Linked DNA regions of Lactuca sativa: region 2 is linked to region 1. A link is a contact called in public Hi-C data. All regions are on one chromosome and are shown on one strand. Each heading gives the region's core, a stretch centred on a gene start, on an enhancer-like site or on the middle of the called end of the contact. The rest is flanking DNA. Distances are from core to core; before and after follow the strand shown. Region 1 holds the start of LOC111907094 (serine/threonine-protein kinase rio2). Region 2 holds the start of LOC111907093 (GATA transcription factor 12).

Region 1 (4,478 bases), core at 645-3,144:
TGTCTATACACAACCAAGAAAACTAGTATTTGTTATCATTTTGGCATATGTAATGTAACAAAAAATAGTTGATCATTAGGAGCTATAGATATGTATTATTACAGATATTGAAAAAAAATGGATATGGAAAGGATTAGAGGTTCACCTGAGTGAAGCAATGCGATCGATGAGCTCAACAGGTACAATTTCATGCTGAGAAGAGAAAAAGAAGTGTTCTTTTTATTTAGATGAGAGAAAAGTCAAAAAAAAAAATGAATTTTAATTAGTATTATTGAATAGTGAATTACATTGCGCATTCCCATCTCTACAGCAGTGAGAACCCTGAAGTCATCTTTAGAGAGGTACCGAAGAACATTCACATCAAGCTTCATCACTCCTCTGTTTTAGCACTTTTCTTCTCTACTAAGTAAATGTTGATCACCTGAAAATCCAAATTAGGGTTCAAAATTCAAATCCAGTTCAAGATAAATATTAGTACCATATACCTAACTAAAACAAAATGAAAAAATTGAATATAACATGTAATCTTACATATACCTTCAAGATTAGTTTTGTAACAATAAATTAATCATTATCTACTTCTCAAATTGATTATCACTGTGGTACTCTTGTATAGCTTGGAGAAACAATCTTCAGTTCATTATAAAGCTTCAAACAACATCACATATACAAATTATGCAAGAGGACTCAGAAACTCTTCTTCGAGTATACACACACACCATGTAGAATTAATATCACAAAAAGTTATATATATATATATATATATATATATATATATATATATATATATATATATATATATAAGCACATGACACAAAAGGGTTACATAACATTTATCATTTACCAATTAACCCCTCAACTGCATATAACAGATTAACAGATTACAAATTACCAAACTCAACTCCTTCACAGTAGGGCACTAGCAATGTCATTAACTCATCATAGCAGTGTAATTCCAGAAGTCAACATAGAACCAAGTGAATCACACATTCAAGAAGCAAGCACTAAATAACTCAAGAAGCTATGCATTCACAGCAATAACAAATTTAGTAGCAACTGGAAAAGTCGACAAGCAAGCAATAGAGAAGAAATAGAGAACCAAAAGTCAAGAAGCAGGCAATCAAAAAATCAGTATCCGATAAGCACTTTTAACTTATAGCTTATTAGCTTATAGCGGTGTCCAGATGGAGTTTTCAAAATGCCAGAAGCTGATAAGCATTTTTTAGTTATTGGCAAAAAAAACTGTTTATATGTGTTAAATGACCAAAAAGGGCTTCCTTTTACATATAAGAATCATAAGAACATCATTCAAAAACACTAGGAGGAAATCAGGTGCATCTATTGCTCATTCCCAAGTTAACAACATCAAATTTCAAAAGTTAAACATTAAAACTTATATATTAGAATTGATATGTGAAAACATGTGTATTAATAGAGTACTGTCGCTCTCAGGCATTTGATCAAACAGATTGCCTGCAAACACATTCCTTTTTTTACAAAACACTGTACACATCAGGCTTCATACATTTGAACAGCAAACACAATTAGCAAATTAGAATTCCAGAGAACTTGAACTTGCCGATTGATATTAAAAAAAAACTACAGAAATTTCGTATGTGAACAAGGAAATCACATGAAAAGAAACAGGTTTAATAAAAAGAAATCGACCACCAACATCAATTGCGAAGTTCAAAGAAAGCAGAAAAGAAGGAAGAAAAATGGAACCTGGGCTTAGGTGCGACGGAGTTGTGGCTATCGAAGGTCTCCGGCCAGTGACTTCACAGGGGAGGCGATGACGAGCGGGGAGAATTGACGTGAGGAGCAATAGCGAGAGGCGATGCTGTTTGTAATCGTAAGTAGTGAGTAAGGTTTTATTAGGGTTTGGGGCATATCGGTGGATTCTCAAATCAATAGGAATAAATAGTTTTTGATAAGTTGGGTAATAATTTAAATAAATAAAAATATTATAAAATAAAATAAAATTGTAGTGTGGTTTGGCTTGGAATCCATTGGAATTACAACGGATTGGAATCTAATCTGATGATTTTTTTTTTTTATTCAAGCTTTCAAAAGGAATTGGATTCTAAGTCAAATTTTTCTTCCAACGAGAGAAAATAAATTACATCCAAAAACTTAAGGAATTAAAATTCCTTTCAAGTGAAATTGTTGAATATTACCATATTACCCATTTTACTATTAACACTACATATGAAACCCTTATGTCGCCACCACCATCTTCAATTCCTGGCAGATTTCACTTCATTAACAGATTCTAATTCCTTCAAAAACATTTTGCAAACCAAACGTCACCCGACTTGTATAGAAGAGTTATAAATCATTTTTTTTTAATAATTCGTATTAAAATATTAATTTTAGCTTATATCAATGTGAAATCGATAATAAATTAAAAAGGTCCTTAAATAAGCTTAGTCAAACACCCTCTTAATTTGACAGTGGGAGTCGATCGACCAGGAGGAGAATGACGTCTCGTCAAGAAAAAAAAAACGTTGAATCTTGTCTTCAAGTTCATATTCAATCGGGTGTAAAAAAAGATTTTTAGGCTAAGAATAGTTGGTTAATCCAATAGAAATAATTTGTTTTTTCATAATTAAGTAACTAAGACCCAAAAACAAGTTAAGGTCAAATAGCGCTAAAAAATGGGATATCGGATTCAAAATAATGGTCAATCTCGGTGATATTTTGTGGCTCTGCTAATTGGGAACGTTATTCCAAACTGCTTGTAACATCCCAAATTTCAGAAGTTTGAGTTAAGGGCTAAAAGTGTAAATTGAAGAAGGGACTCGACGAGTAGGTATACTCACTCGCCAAGTCGGAGCGGGTTTTGGATCGCGAATTAAGTGACCAACTCGCCGAGTCGAAAGCTGGACTCGACGAGTTGGTGCTAGAATGAGAAAAACCATAATCTCGCGGGTTGCACCCTATTTAAAGGATTTTATGTCCTTCTCTCAGCCTCCTTATTACCCTTGAGAACCAGAAAACCCTAAGCTCGTGTGTGAGGCCTTTGGAGGAAGATTGAAGCTTTGGAAGTTGTTTCTAGTGGAAGAAACTTGAAGATCAAAAGGGCTTGCATCAAGAGAGTGGCGTGGATCCAGAATCTACTTCAGTTTGGGCATATCTTGGAGGTAATAAGTTGTTACCTTCCCTCTTTTGCATCTAGATCTATTCATGGATGAGTTTTGGGGCCATTTTTGGTATGATTGAGATCTATTCCGAGTTTGGGGCTTAGATCTGAGGTTGCTACTTCATATCTAGGGTTGTGATGGTCCAGAATGTCTTAAAGCAGCAGTCAATGAGTTACTGGTGAAGCCCCTTTGTCTTAAACCCAAGCCCTAGAGTGTTTTGGGCCTTTAGCTCCTTGGTTCCACGTAAAGTTTGCAACTTTACGTGGGGGTTAGACTTTAGAAGAGTGGATATATGGATTGGAGCCCTTGCATGGCCCGAAAGGCCACTATATGGATTGAGAGCCGAAGAGACTCGACGAGTCACATGGGTGTACCCGGGGAGTTGTATGATCATGAGCATGGACTCGACGAGTTGGAAGAACAACTCGGCGAGTCTGTTGAAGATTGCCTTGGACTCGACGAGTTTGTTCTTGGACTCGGCAAGTCTGGTCGTAGAACCTCAACCTTTTCTGGTTAAGACGCGGATCAGTGAGTTGGGTGGTGACTCGGTGAGTTCGACAGGATGGGACTCAGAGATCGTTGAACTCGACGAGTCTTGGGGTGACTCGGCGAGTTGAGTCGTATTTTGAGAGTTTCTGAGTTAATAACTCGGCGAGTCTACGGGTTGACTCGACGATTAGATTCAATCAGGAAGATTGACTTTGACCAGGACTTTGACTTTGACCATGGTTGACTCAGTTTGACTTCTAGAGTTCAGTTTGGGACTAAGTGTTATTGGTATTGGTTGCTCAGGGAGCTAGAGGAGCAGCATTTCGGAGAGTTGTCGGTTAGCAGCCAGAGGGTTATCGGCCGAGTTCAGCAGTTCACGTGAGTTTCCTTCCAGTAGGAACGAGTCTATGGCCACAATGTCGGCTCGTTTAGTTAGCAGTAGTTTCGGACCTCAGCCCGATGCAGTAGTTAGATTACTTGATGTCTTTGTGATTCAAGCATGTTTTGTGTTATGTGTTCCGGACCCTGGTCTGATGCAGTATGCAGTATATATGTTTATGCTAGTTGATATGTTTATGTTATGTTGTGTTCAGTCAATTCCGGACTTCGGTCCGATGCAGTTAGTTCCGGACTTCGGTCCGATGCAGGGGACAAGGTCCCAGTTAGTCCGGGCTTCGGCCCAATGCAGTTTCCGGACTTTGGTCCGATGCAGGGGGCAAGGCCCCAGTTAGTCCGGGCTTCGGCCCGATGCAGTTTCCGGACTTCGGTCCGATGCAGGGGCAAGGCCCCAGTTAGTCCGGGCTTCGGTCCGATGCAGTTTCTGGACTTCGGTCCGATGCAGGGGGC
Region 2 (4,478 bases), core at 1,413-3,912, 210 kb before region 1:
AAAGACAAGAAAATACAAATTAGATGGAAAACCATAACAATTAAATATGAAATTTGTGAATGGTAACGACTAACGAGTGTCGTTGTGAAATGCACATCTTTTGTCAACATTCTCTGCATATTTGCTATACTTCACCAATCCATTCTTCTTATCACTGAATTCAATGGTACCATGCCTGGTTATAAAGTATAATTTAAAATTTTGGGAATGGGGAAGTCAACATCGAATTTATATTTCCTCTTGAAGTTGGTGTAGGCACATGATCACATGAACTTAATCAATTAATTTAATTGCATATATATCTTTTTTGTTTACAACTAGTTATATATATAAAAAAATAGATTAATTAATATTATTAATTATTTTTCTGACGCACCAAGTGCTTTACAAAAGATCGAACAAGTGCACATGTGGTGATCTTGGTGCCCGTGATAACTTTTAAACTAACTACATTAACTACATCACATGTTTACCTTATTATATAATTTTTCATAAAATTGAGATATGGTATAAAATGATAGTACTTAATTAATAGTTAATACTCCATCTTTTTACGAAATATAAGATATATTTTTCACATTTAATTATAAAAGAAGGGAGAACATTAAAAGGTCTAGAGGTGTATGAGAAAAATATCAGCTTTTCAAATAATCGGAGTTCAAGTCTCAAGTCTCATAATAAACAACACGCGTACGTATAAATCTAAAAAATAATATTAATAAATTTATAAATTAACGGTTCTAAAAAATCTAAAACTGAAAAAAGTTTAACTAAATGTAAATTAATATGAAAACTTTAGTTCAAGAATATGCCAACAATTGGCAATGGAGAACATTAAAAGGTCTACACTCATCTCTCATATTTTTCTCTATTTTTCCCGGAATTAAAAGTAAAAACTACAAAATTCCAATAACTTAGAAAATAAACCATAGCAATTATGACTTTTTCTTTAATTATGGAAAAGGTCTAAATTAATTTTAAAGAACTAGATTTAGATTAGTTGCCTATAGTCGGGACCGACATGTTGGTGGATCAAGTAATCATCGTTGTTGGGTACATCAAATATCATGTTCGAATGATGAAAGAGTTGTTGTTGTTGTTGTTGTTGATGATGATGATGATGGTGTTGGTGTTGAGACTGATGTTGATGTTGACGTTGATTTTGATGCATATATTGATGTTGATGCATCTCATTCTGTCTTCTTAGCTCCATCACTTTCCGATGGGAATTTGAGTGTTTGGCAGTGACAAACGTCGGACTTGCTGCCGGACGATACTCCGGTACTAACCGCCCAGACTTAAAACGGACCCCACAAGCATTACAAAGCGTTTTGGGTCCCAAGGGTCCTGTACGCCACTGTGGGGTCTTATCAGTAGCACAGTGCAAACATTTCCTCCCGTCCCCATTATGCGACGGGTTATCGTAAACTTCCTTTCTCTTTATTCCAGCTTTCACGATCTTCTTTCTGATCGAGCTCGAGGCAATATCAGACTCAGACTCAGATGACATGGTGACGGTGGTCCCACTTGCAGTAGGAGACACTGCAAGGAGTCGTGAGGTCCAGTTGCATGGTGCAGCCCGAGACCGTTTGGTCCGAGCCTTTCCTGGGACCGCCATATCAGTGTTGAAGATCGGGTTGTTTGCCTTGCTCACGGTCTCGGGTTGGAATTGTTGGTTATTGGACGTGTAGTTGGGCCGGGTTTTGATTCCGGATATTAGTTGTAACTTTTGCAAGTCCTCACAAGAAAATGATTCCTCCACCACGTTCGATAGCCATTCCAGCTCAGCTAAATCATCGTACTGTTACAAACAGTACCTCGGATTAAAATCATAAATTAAAACAAATATCAAAATTTCATAGTTCATTTAATTGATAAGTAATGTCCTTTAATGCATGACATGCAGATATGATGAGGGGTGGTACGGTACAACTCAAAGATGCATTAAATTTGTTTCAGCGAATCACAAGGAAAAAGTAATAGTAATAAATAAAAGAAATGAATGAATGAATTACCGGGACACAAAGGTCACTGGTGAACGGAGCATCGGTAAAGCTCCGGCGAGGGACATCTCCGGGAGAGTTATGTTCGGCGCCACCACAGAGAGGGGAGTTACAAGTGTCAACGATGGTGGAGGAATCCGTGGAGGCGCCGGAGACAATGTTTTCTGCAACCGCAGGTACCATTTCGTCGGCGGGGAAATTGAGGAGGTCATCGATGAGAAAATTTTCGGTTTTGAGTTTCTCCGGCGAGAATTGCTGGGGGTGATTGGGAGATGATTCATGAACGAATTCAGTGTTTTCCATATTCATTGTGTTTGAGGAATCGAACAATGGTAATGTAATTGGGGGGATTTTCTGGAAATGTAACGTAGAAAAAGGAGATGTTAGTGAGAGAGAGAGAGAAAGAGAGAGTGTAAGAGTGTGAGAAACGTAGAGAGGAGAGACTTTAATTGCGTTTGAAGGGGACAGCCGGACCGCTACAAAAATGGAGGACTAATTTGACGAAGACAAAAATATTAATATAAATATAAATAATTAATTATATAAATTTGAAAAATAAAAAGTAAATTTTATGATAAATCTATTATATTGCAGGTTTTTAAGAATACGAGAAGAGCTATATGATTTTTGTAAGTAATAAAACTCAACAAGTAAATATATAGTACTATATATTATAAAAAGCGTTATGAGATAATGAACTTTAGTAACAAAATAGTCGTATATGGTGGTGCCCGGTAAAGAGGAGGCGTATGGTGGAAGACTATGGAAAAGGAATAATCCCGTTGCTTCATAACAAGGTCATGTTTTGCAGACCCTTTTAAGACCATACCTTCATCATCTTCTTCATCTTCAAGATATATTTTTTTTTCTTATTTTAATCTCTCTCTCTCTCTCTCTCTCTCTCTCTCTATATATATATATATATATATATATATATATATATATATATATATATATATATATATATATATATATATATATATATATATAGGGAAGGATTATTTGAAAAACAAAAAAACCCTAAAAATCATAAAAATACATAAAAAAAAAAAATACATACAGATCACAAAACTTTTTTTTGAATTTTTTTTTGTGAAAAAATCGCAGGCTTTTAAAGAAATTCGCTGAAAATTTAAAAAAAAAAATTTCAACGAATTTCTTTAAAAACCTGCGATTTTTTCATAAATTTTTTTTGTGATCTATAGGTATTTTTTTATGTATTTGTATGATTTTTAGGGTTTTTTTTGTTTTCTATAAAACCTATATATATATATATATATATATATATATATATATATATATATATATATTACAAATTACATCAAATTATTAAATCATACAATCCATGTATGTAAACAATTTTCACCCATTTTAATAACTTGCTTTATTTATTGATTTACTATTTTGATAATGTATGAATGTGATGTTATGTTATATAGTATAAATACTTATTAAATGTAAAGAAAAAATCACACCATCTTGAATATAATGTTTAAGAATCCTTTCAAATCTCTTTTTATTTATAATGTTTTAGTTTAGTTTTGTTAATTTTACTTTTAATTACGTCAACTTTATAACATGTTATCAGTACGAAAGATCTAATCAAGTAGGAAATCACATCTATTATACTCAAGGTATGTATTACTTAATAAAAAATATTTATTATAAAACAAGCATTATATTAAAAATAATAACGCATTATAAAAAGTTATTTGTTATTAACGACTAATGATATTTATATATTTTGTCAACCATTATTTATGTATTCTAACTTTTATTTATGCATTTACATTATACAACTAATTTTTATTTACAATGGCTATATTTTCTATTATAAATAACATTACTGTCATATTTCTTTCTATAAAAAAATGAGTAAATTGTCCTACTTTTCAAGGTTATAATGATTCATCTAGTTGTGATTTTTGCAACTATAATGACTATAAGACTTGACTTCCTAATTTTAAATCTCACACAAATATATTTTACCTTGATCATATTTCATCATTTTTAGTCTTATATGAGATGATTCTTTTCGCGCTTCTATTTTGTACAATACATATTGAAATAAATGGATTTTAATATTCATCTTGTTATTTTGTTTAAAATTTATAGTTACAATATGTCTAACATTGCAAAGCTCAAGTTTGTAACACTTGAAGTTAGTGGAAAAAACTATGTGTCATCGATGATAGATGTAAAAATGCATCTTGAGTCCATGAGAATCTCAAATGCTATATATGAATTTATTAATTGCTTGGCACAAGACAAGGCAAAAGCACAAGGTTTCCTTTGTAAACATCCTGATGAAATGTTGAGATTTGAATATCTTGATATTATTGATCCAAGTATTCTCTAGAATCTCCTGAAAGAAAGATTTGATCATTAAAATGAAGTTATACTTCCAAATGATAGAGATGAATAGAGAACATTGAGGTTTCAAGACTTCAAGAAAGTAAATGAATACAACTCAGC

Evidence for each region. Hi-C and Micro-C count contacts between places; a contact is called where the count stands out from the background.
Region 2: a Hi-C map of seed shows a contact between it and region 1, with 6 times the contacts expected there. The contact joins the promoter of LOC111907093 here to the promoter of LOC111907094 in region 1. A contact is called at or near these places in 2 of 4 Hi-C or Micro-C datasets (leaf and seed).

The regions. Positions count from the first base shown.
Region 1 is chr5:76,827,951-76,832,428 of Lsat_Salinas_v11, reverse strand. It overlaps LOC111907094 (serine/threonine-protein kinase rio2), which reads right to left and starts at 1,894. Exons shown (of 15, transcript XM_023902887.3): 1 at 1,726-1,894; 2 at 538-648; 3 at 288-421; 4 at 146-192; 5 at 1-3. The coding sequence starts at 371.
Region 2 is chr5:77,039,299-77,043,776 of Lsat_Salinas_v11, reverse strand. It overlaps LOC111907093 (GATA transcription factor 12), which reads right to left and starts at 2,662. Exons shown (of 2, transcript XM_023902884.3): 1 at 2,016-2,662; 2 at 764-1,801. The coding sequence starts at 2,312. The coding sequence ends at 992.